2 separate regions of the Ovis aries genome follow, and region 2 is linked to region 1. The links are chromatin contacts, called in public Hi-C maps. All regions are on one chromosome and are shown on one strand. Each heading gives the region's core, a stretch centred on a gene start, on an enhancer-like site or on the middle of the called end of the contact. The rest is flanking DNA. Distances are from core to core; before and after follow the strand shown. Region 1 overlaps AGPAT4 (1-acylglycerol-3-phosphate O-acyltransferase 4). Region 2 overlaps PRKN (parkin RBR E3 ubiquitin protein ligase).

Region 1 (4,114 bases), core at 578-3,077:
CGCAGGTCACCGTCACTTCCGAGGAAGTCCTCCGCCCAGCGGCTGCTGTGGCTCCCTCTCCTCCTCTTGTTTTCGGTTTGCTGGTGCTGGGTCTTGCTTGCTGCGCTGCTGCACACGCCTCTTGCTGCCGCAAGCCGGAAAGCTGCTCTTCATTGTGATGCGTGGGCTTCTCACCGTGGTGGCTTCTCCTGTGAGGCAGCGGCCTTAGGGCGCACAGGCTTCAGGAGCAGCTGCACACGGGCTTGGTTGCTCCATGGCCTGTGGCATCTTCCCAGGCTGGGGGTCAAATCCATGTCCCCTGCGTTGGCAGGGAGGCCCCTATTCGCTGTGCCACCGGGGAAGCCCTCCTTTACCTCTGGAGGGTGGAACACTCCACACACGGTCTAGTCTGTTTACAATTGCTTGATCATGTGCTTTTCTTGAGACCCTCCTGACTTCCCCCCAACCTCCAGGAGACCCAGGAGGGAAGTTGAGGAGGGGCAGGAGTTTGGGGGTGGGAGGGCGGGAGCTGCCATGCAGAGCCCCTGAACCACCCATGAAGGGCCAGAGGCTCTCCTTCCAAAGTGGCCCATCTGAGGATTCATTCTAATCATGACCTTGGGAGGTCGGAACATGGCATCGTCCAGTACATCTTGGTTGGGGAAGAAGATAAGTATGGCCGACTAGACATCTCTTTCTCAAGTGGATAAAAGTTTAGCACTTAATTTTGGTTTAGCATCAAAATTCAGCACTTAAGGTAGAGGGTTCAGGTGCACAGAAGCTTGTTTCTCCAGAAAACTCGACTGCCTGGGGAACTGGGCCATGATGGGTGAGCCGGCCGTCTGGACCACTGATGCGCTTTGCTGGGCGAGCGCCCTGTCGGCCCCGGGATGGTGTTAGGGTATTTGGGTCGAGCTGGGGAGACTCCCGTGCCCTTGCCTGGGCTGGGGAGGGTGGGACCCAGCGGGCCTGGGTTGGGGTGGCCGGGTGGCAGGCGGTCAGCGGCCCTGTGCCCGCAGGACGCCTTCCAGGAGGAGTACTCCCGCACGGGCACCTTCCCCGAGACGCCCATGGTGCCCCCGCGGCGGCCCTGGACGCTTGTCAACTGGCTCTTCTGGGCCTCGATGCTCCTCTACCCCTTCTTTCGCTTCGTCGTCAACATGGTCAGCAGTGGCTCCTCCCTGACGCTCGCCAGCTTTGTTCTTGTCTTCTTCGTGGGTGAGTCCGGGCTGCCGGGGGCTGGGGCTGGGGCCGGGTGGGAGCCTCTGGGCGCGGGGGAGGACGAGGCCCTGGAAGAGGGGAGCACCCCGATTGGAGTCCTGAATCCCGGGGCTGGGGGACTGCCTCGCCCCCTCCCAGTGTGTGCATGGGGCCCTGTGCGCACAGGGAGCCAGCCCCTCCAGGGATGAGCTCCCGGCCTCTGCAGAGGGCTCTTGTCACAATCGCTTCCTCCTCACCTGCAAGAAAACCATTTCCTGGGTCCCAGCAGGAAGCGACAGAGGCTCTTTGCCATTCAGAGCAGGTCTTGACCTTTTTTGGGGAGGTCAGCGTGGGCGCTTCTCCTTGGCTGGCTCCCGCGTGGAGATGGTGGTCAGCTCAGCCCTTTGGCTCATTGCTATGGGCTTGGATCCGGGCGTCGTTTCAAAGGACCGCCGTTTCTCCACGGCCCATGCTTCCCTGGATACTGCTGCTTTTTTATGGCGGGGGCGGCCAGTTCCCGCTACACAGGCCGGGTCTGGCCTGGCTGCTGTGTGTCCAGGGGGTGCTGTGGTCTCCAGACCCTGCTGGAGAGGATGGATCCCGCCTTGCCCAGCAGCAGCAGGAAGGCAGCGCCCTCTGGAGGAAGCTGGGGCTCCCTGCAGGTGACGGCTGGAGACACAGGGTGCCTCCAGCTTTGGAGGAACCGACTACTCTCTCCCCAGGACCTCATCACCTCTGAGCCCGTGCCTTTCCTCCCTCTTCCCTGAATCACTGAGTCTTGGTCCTCTCACAAAGCCTTTTCACCGCTGGAGTCAGGTTCGCTCCACAACGCCATCAACTCCACAGCACAAAGTTCTAATACTGGGGCGGAGGGCTGATGTTCAGAGCTGGCCCCAGGCTGAAGGCAGCCCATAATAATGGCTCCGTGAGCCTCATGGGCTGGGTGGACCCCTGTCCCCGTCGGGTCCCTGGTCTGAAAGTTCACAGGATGCTGAGGCTCTGGAAACTCATGCATCACGACTTGGGAGGTTTCAGCCACTCCCCCTCTATTAACTTTTTCACACATACTGCAATGGACTGCGGTCAGGCTGTGATGGGTGCCGGGCTCATCAAGGGGATTGAGGTAGACGTGGTCCCCGCACCCAAGGAGCTCACCACGTCTGTCCTCTCTGGAGGGAGCGCGTAAACCGCAGCTCCTGCCTCCATATCCTGTTTTCTAGCCTCTTGGTGGTTAAACTGGGCTCTTGCGTGCATCCTACACTTCTTATCTCTTTGGGCCAAATCCCGCTGTCGGAGAAAAGGCAGGCAGGGACGCGGCTTGCCCGCTGCTCTGAAACTCGCACCAGAAGCCGTGCTGAGACATGCTGGAAACTAAGATAGCTGTTTGAGCCCCTGCATTGTCCAAGAATGCGCTTCCTTGCGCTTTACTTAAGGGTGACTGTAAGTTGCTGCACTGCATCCACCGAAGAACCGTTTGTCCTGGGGATGGGCACCGGAAGATGCAGCTCTCCACATCCTGCTCACCTCCACTGTCCAAGGATCAAAACTCACCACACACAACAGCCTGGCTCTGTTCTAACGTCTCTCAGTCCAGTTAGAACCCCGGCCCCATGCTCAAGGGTAACTGTGAGGCAGGGATGGTGAAAAGCACCCCAGATCACCCAGCTCTCAGCTGATGCCTGAGATTCACAGAGCTCCCCGCTTTATTCCGTCAGGCAGGGCCCACCGGAGTCCCCACAGGCCTCTGACTTGCCCTTCCTATTTCCGCAGCTTCCATGGGGGTCCGATGGATGATCGGCGTCACAGAAATTGACAAGGGCTCTGCCTACGGCAACATGGACAGCAAGCAGAAACACAGCGACTGACCCGGGATGTGTCACCACCCGAAGGGGACCTTGGGGGGGACTGGTGGATGCCGCCGTCACCCTGGGCGGGACCCAGTGACAAAGCTGGGGGAGCCCCTGCCGGGAAGGCAGGGACTGCGGTCTCAGCATCAGGGGGGAGGAGGATGTACTCAAATCTTTCCCCCAGCACGCTTTAGCGGGCTTCGGGTCTCGTTCTTTCCGTGTGTGAGTCTGTGTGAGTGCGTGTACGTGTGTGTTAAGAACGTATGTGAGAATGAGGTGTGCTGAGTGGGATCATTGCGAGGGTATCTGAGGTGCGGGGGGAGGGCAGAAATGGGGACCTCGGAGGGTGGGGGGTTCCCTGCCATCCTTTGGTGCTGAGTTTTCTGTTAACCCTGGCTCGCTACAGAGTGAAAGACACTTTGGTAAGATGACTAAATTATGCCTCAAAACACAACAAAACAAAACAAAAATTACACTGTTTGGCTTCTCTCTGGTGTGTGCACACAGCGCCGCCTTCCTTCCCTTCAGACCCCCTTCCTAAACTTCGGAGTGCCGGACCACAGAGCGCTCCCGAGCAGGGAGCTGGGGGCTGGGGGTGCGGAAGGCAGGCCAGGTGGCTGGAGGAGGTGGGTTCCTGGTGGCGGGAGACTGTGAGACTCTGTGTGGAGACGGCGGGTGCCAGGAGGCTAGCCGGGCACGCGTGCGGGACCCAGGGACGCCCTGGAGGCAGCCCTGGTTCCCCGGGCCACCTTGCGGTGGTCTGTCTGGCCTTGGTCGTGACGATGCACCCACTCCCTGAAGACTCATCGAGGAGCAGACTCGTCTTGAACACTGAGATGACGGCTGGCAGTCCTGCAGGGATGTGAGAGATGGCTTGGCATCCTCTGTTTATCCTCGTAGCAAGCAGAAATTGGGTCCCCTAAACCAGTGCAGGCTCATTTTTACTAGAGGGCCATACACAGGAGCCCAGGTGCCCCTCTGCACAGGCTCGGACTGAGCGGACGTGGGTACCGGGTCCCCGCCCCACGCTTCGCTTCCGCCTTCCTTCTGGAAGCGCAGACTCCCCTGACTTGGAGGAGCTCCGCGCC
Region 2 (4,114 bases), core at 1,044-3,543, 200 kb before region 1:
AACAGCCACAGCTCAGAAGGCCTGGATTCCTGGGCGCCCTTTGCCGTCTCACTGCAGGCTTTCCTCCCAGCCGTCCACTGCCGTTCACATAACGTCAGCCTGGGAATTGGGAGACCAGGGTGGGAGATAGGGGTAGATTATTCCCGGAGGTCGGGCCCACAGTTCTCTGGGAGTATAGCTCCTGAATCACTTGTTGGTTTATGTAAAGCAGCTTTCTCAATGCTACTTCATTCAAGTCCTTGACTCTGGATGCAAAGGGTGGCAGACTGTTAGCGCAAGTCCGTGTGCCTGACACACAGTGAGGCTGAACGGGAGCTGGGAGCAGGGAGCGGTTTATTGCAGGGCCCTGCCCCGATGGCTTAGCAGGTAAAGAATCCACCTCCCGTGCAGGAGACACAGGAGATGCGGGTTCCATCCCTGGCTCAGGAAGATACCCCGGAGCAGGAAATGGCAGCCCACCCCAGTATTCTGGCCTGGAAAGTGCTATGGACAAAGGAGCCTGGTGGGCTAGAGTCCATGGGGTCGCAAACAGCTGGACAGGACTGAGCAGGCAGTCACGGCATATAAGGAGACGGGTGGCTCTTGGCCTAGCAGAGACAGGTCGAGCTCCCGGAAAGGTTCCAGCAAAGCACTTTTAAAAGCCTGGTGGAAGAGAAGAGGGTCCTGGGGTCTGTGATCAGTTCATGCCCCGTTCTCTGATTGGCTGATGGCGAGAGAACAAGGTAGGGAGCAGGGGTTACCATCAGTCCTCAGGCTCCAGGGGACCCGGGGCTGTGGGCGCAGGGTCGTCAAGTAGTTAACTTCTTCCCTTTGGTGGAGAGTCTCACATCTGCACAGCTCAGCACCTGCAGTGCGGGAGACCTGGGTTTGATCCCTGGGTTGGAAAGATCCCCTGGTGAAGGGAAAGCCTACCCACTCCAGTATTCTGGCCTGGAAAATTCCATGGACTGTATAGTCAATGGGGTCTCAAAAAGTCGGACATGACTGAGTGACTTTCACTTTCACATCTGGGAAACAACTCAAGAAACTTGGATCAGATACTGTTATCTACTTCAGAGAGGAGTTAGAGTGGAGGGTATGGGGGCCTGTCTAAGGAAGGGCCCCTGGGGTCCTGCTCGGTTACAATCCCCCGCTTTCCTTTCATACTTCTTAACCTTGAGGAGAAAAAGGTTTGAACAAGAGAAGGAATAAAGATTCAGATAAGGAGGTTAATCAGAAACTTGACAGGGATACCCACAGGGTCCTACTTGGTTACGAGATGAGCAGACGCCTGATGACACGTAATGATGATGATGGAACCCTTGAAACGCAGGTGCGTGGTCCGTCTACACCGTCATTCAACAGACAGGTGGGACACAGGCGCTGCAGACAACCCCGAGCCTCTGCGGTGCGTCTCCCACGCACCCCACGTGTTGGCTCTGGGCAGCAGAAATGGCCCTGGGCTGGGACTCAGAGCGGCTATGGGTTCCCGGATTTCCAGGACCGGCACTCACATTCTTCCAGGGGTTCTCCTTCCTTGCCCCTCAGCAAGGCTTGCTGAGCTATAAATAATGGAAAGAGCATGTATGGGAAGTATTTTATGCCTTGTACTGTAAAATGGTACAACTTTGAGGTTTGAGTTTTTTTAAGGTTGAATGATTTAAAAAAAAAAAAAAAAGGTCAGGCATGAGAGAGAGAGAATGGTGTAGGAAATGGCAGCCCACTCCAGTATTCTCACCTGGAAAATCCCACGGACAGAGGAGCCTGGTGGGCTACAGTCTGTGGGCTCGCAAAGAGTTGGACACAACTGAGCAACAAAGAAATAAGTCCTGAATATCCATTGGAAGGACTGATGCTGATGCTGAAGCTCCAGCATTTTGGCCACCTGATGCGAAGAACCGACTCATTTGAAAAGACTCTGATGCTGGGAAAGATTGAAGGCTGGAGGAGAAGGGGACGACAGAGGATGAGATGGTCGGATGGCATCACCGACTCGATGGACACGAGTTTGAACAAGCTCCGGGAGTTGGTGATGGACAGGGAGGCCTGGCGTGCTCCAGTCCCTGGGATTGAAGAGTCAGACACAACTGAGCAACTGAGCACAGAGAGGGAAAAAATGAAAGACAGCGTTGAAAAGCAAATGTGGCACACCTGAGCACGTACACACACACACACACACACACATCCCTCACATACACATTCACTACACACACTGCACTACCCATGCCCACTCACCGCCGCCTGTAGGCACACACACCAGAGACTGTTTCATCTCCTCCTGGCAATTCCGTGGGTTTCCAATTGGAAGAGGGAAAATAGCTGCAGAGCTCCTCTCAGTCACCAGGTGGCGCCAAAGCCTTAAGGGAAATCACACTTTGCAAGAACTGGTAGCCAAAGTGAAGTGACCTGGGGAAAAACCAAGGGTTCACCCCTTTCAGCTGACAACAAGGGCAGGAGAATCAAGACCCGGAAGCAGCATTTCTGGGTGAAGTGCAGACCTGAAAGACTGAGAGCCGGGTCCTGCCTACAATGTAATGAACCCTTTATTCACTGATGGGCTAAGGACGGAAGCGTGGGGGGTGTATATATTGTCATCCGCAGGACAGGAGACAATGGATCACCTGCTCTGTCTGGTCCCCTCTTATCAAAGGAAGCAGCTTCCAAACATGCATGAAGTGTCAGCATGTTGGAGGTGTTTTTTAAAAATATTTATTTGTTTGGCTGTATTGGGTCTTAGTTGGGACACTCAGAACCTGTCGTTGCAGAGCGTGGACCCTCTCGTTTCGGCGTGTGGGCTTAGCTGCTCTGGCGTGTGGGATCTTGGGCCCCCACCAGGGACTGAACCCATGTCCCCCGCATTGCGAGGCAGATTCTTAACCACTGGACGGTCAGACAAGTCCCGTGTCAGCACATTCGAATTGATGGCTGTTGTTTTCTTTTCCAAGTTCACGTTGAATTTCTTTCTGCAGAAATTAAGTGTACATCTCTCATCTGGTGAGCCCTGTCCTGTGAGGAGTCCAAGGCCAAGCAGAATGGCTTTGAAGTCCAATAGGCCTGGTCTTAAGAGTGAGTGTCGGCTGGGACTAGCTGCAGGGGTTGATGGGGGGTCAGCCTGGCTCACGCTGCACAGTCGCTTTGTTAGACACTAGTCTCCGCGCTGCTGGGCAGTCAGTCTGTAGATGTGGTTAACCTCTACCACCAGTTCGCTGACTCATGTCAAATAGATGACCCACAATGTGGGTGGGCCTCATCTAATCACCTGAAGGCCTTGTGATCAGCCCTGTCATAAGGCTCATGAAGCAAAGACTGAGATTTTCCAGATAAGAAGGAATTCAGCCTTGTGATTATAACTTGGAAACTCCTCCTGCATTTCCAGCTTGCCCCACAGATTTTGAACTAACCAGCTCCCACAATCCCATGAGCCAATTCCTTAAAGTAATTCTTCCATATTTTATACATATATATGTACATGTGTACATATATATATGTATATCAGTTCAGTTCAGTTCAGTTGCTCAGTCATGTCCAACTCTTTGCGACCCCATGAACCGCGGCACGCCAGGCCTCCCTGTCCATCACCAACTCCAGGAGTCCACCCAAACCCATGTCCATTGAGTCAATGATGCCATCCAACCATCTCATCCTCTGTCGTCCCCTTCTCCTGCCCTCAATCTTTCCCAGCATCAGGGTCTTTTTCAAATGAGTCAGCTCTTTGCATCAGATGGCCAAAGTACCGGAGTTTCAGCTTCAACATCAGTCCTTCCAGTGAACACCCAGGACTGATCTCCTTTAGTATGGACTGGTTGGGTCTCCTTGCAGTCATGTATATATACATATATATGTGTGTATATATATATCTCTCTCCTATTGTTCTGTGTGTTTAGAGAATGAACCCTCACTGACACATGAGCTGTAGTCATCAGTAAGTGAATTATATGACCTCTCCAAGACATGCTTTCCTCATCGTAACATGATGTTGTAAAACCAAAAGGATTTAATGAATAACGCTTGCTCTGTGCCTAGCGTGGAGCCTGACCAATCACGGTGTACCCTAAGCACGGTATTCTTCCCTCATCCATCCTCATCCTGGCACACACACACCCCCATAAGTTTACATCAGGCTGCAGAGATGAGA

Evidence for each region. Hi-C and Micro-C count contacts between places; a contact is called where the count stands out from the background.
Region 2: a contact with region 1 is called in a Hi-C map of hypothalamus, with 5 times the contacts expected there. The contact joins two enhancer-like sites. A contact is called at or near these places in 7 of 16 Hi-C or Micro-C datasets (blood, hypothalamus, liver and 3 more).

Annotation. Positions count from the first base shown.
Region 1 is chr8:84,530,789-84,534,902 of ARS-UI_Ramb_v3.0, reverse strand. It overlaps AGPAT4 (1-acylglycerol-3-phosphate O-acyltransferase 4), which reads left to right. Exons shown (of 9, transcript XM_027972638.3): 8 at 999-1,197; 9 at 2,950-3,501. The coding sequence ends at 3,044. Among named protein-coding and RNA genes, the nearest start is that of TRNAG-GCC, 51 kb to the left of the region's middle. Within about 2 kb of position 1,827, at least 3 of the 54 cell types and tissues checked have an H3K27ac peak or open chromatin away from gene starts, as enhancers often do. A contact at or near this core is called in hypothalamus, where this site is marked.
Region 2 is chr8:84,726,665-84,730,778 of ARS-UI_Ramb_v3.0, reverse strand. The region is part of intron 9 of PRKN (parkin RBR E3 ubiquitin protein ligase); the gene reads left to right. Among named protein-coding and RNA genes, the nearest start is that of AGPAT4, 63 kb to the right of the region's middle. Within about 2 kb of position 2,293, at least 4 of the 54 cell types and tissues checked have an H3K27ac peak or open chromatin away from gene starts, as enhancers often do. A contact at or near this core is called in hypothalamus, where this site is marked.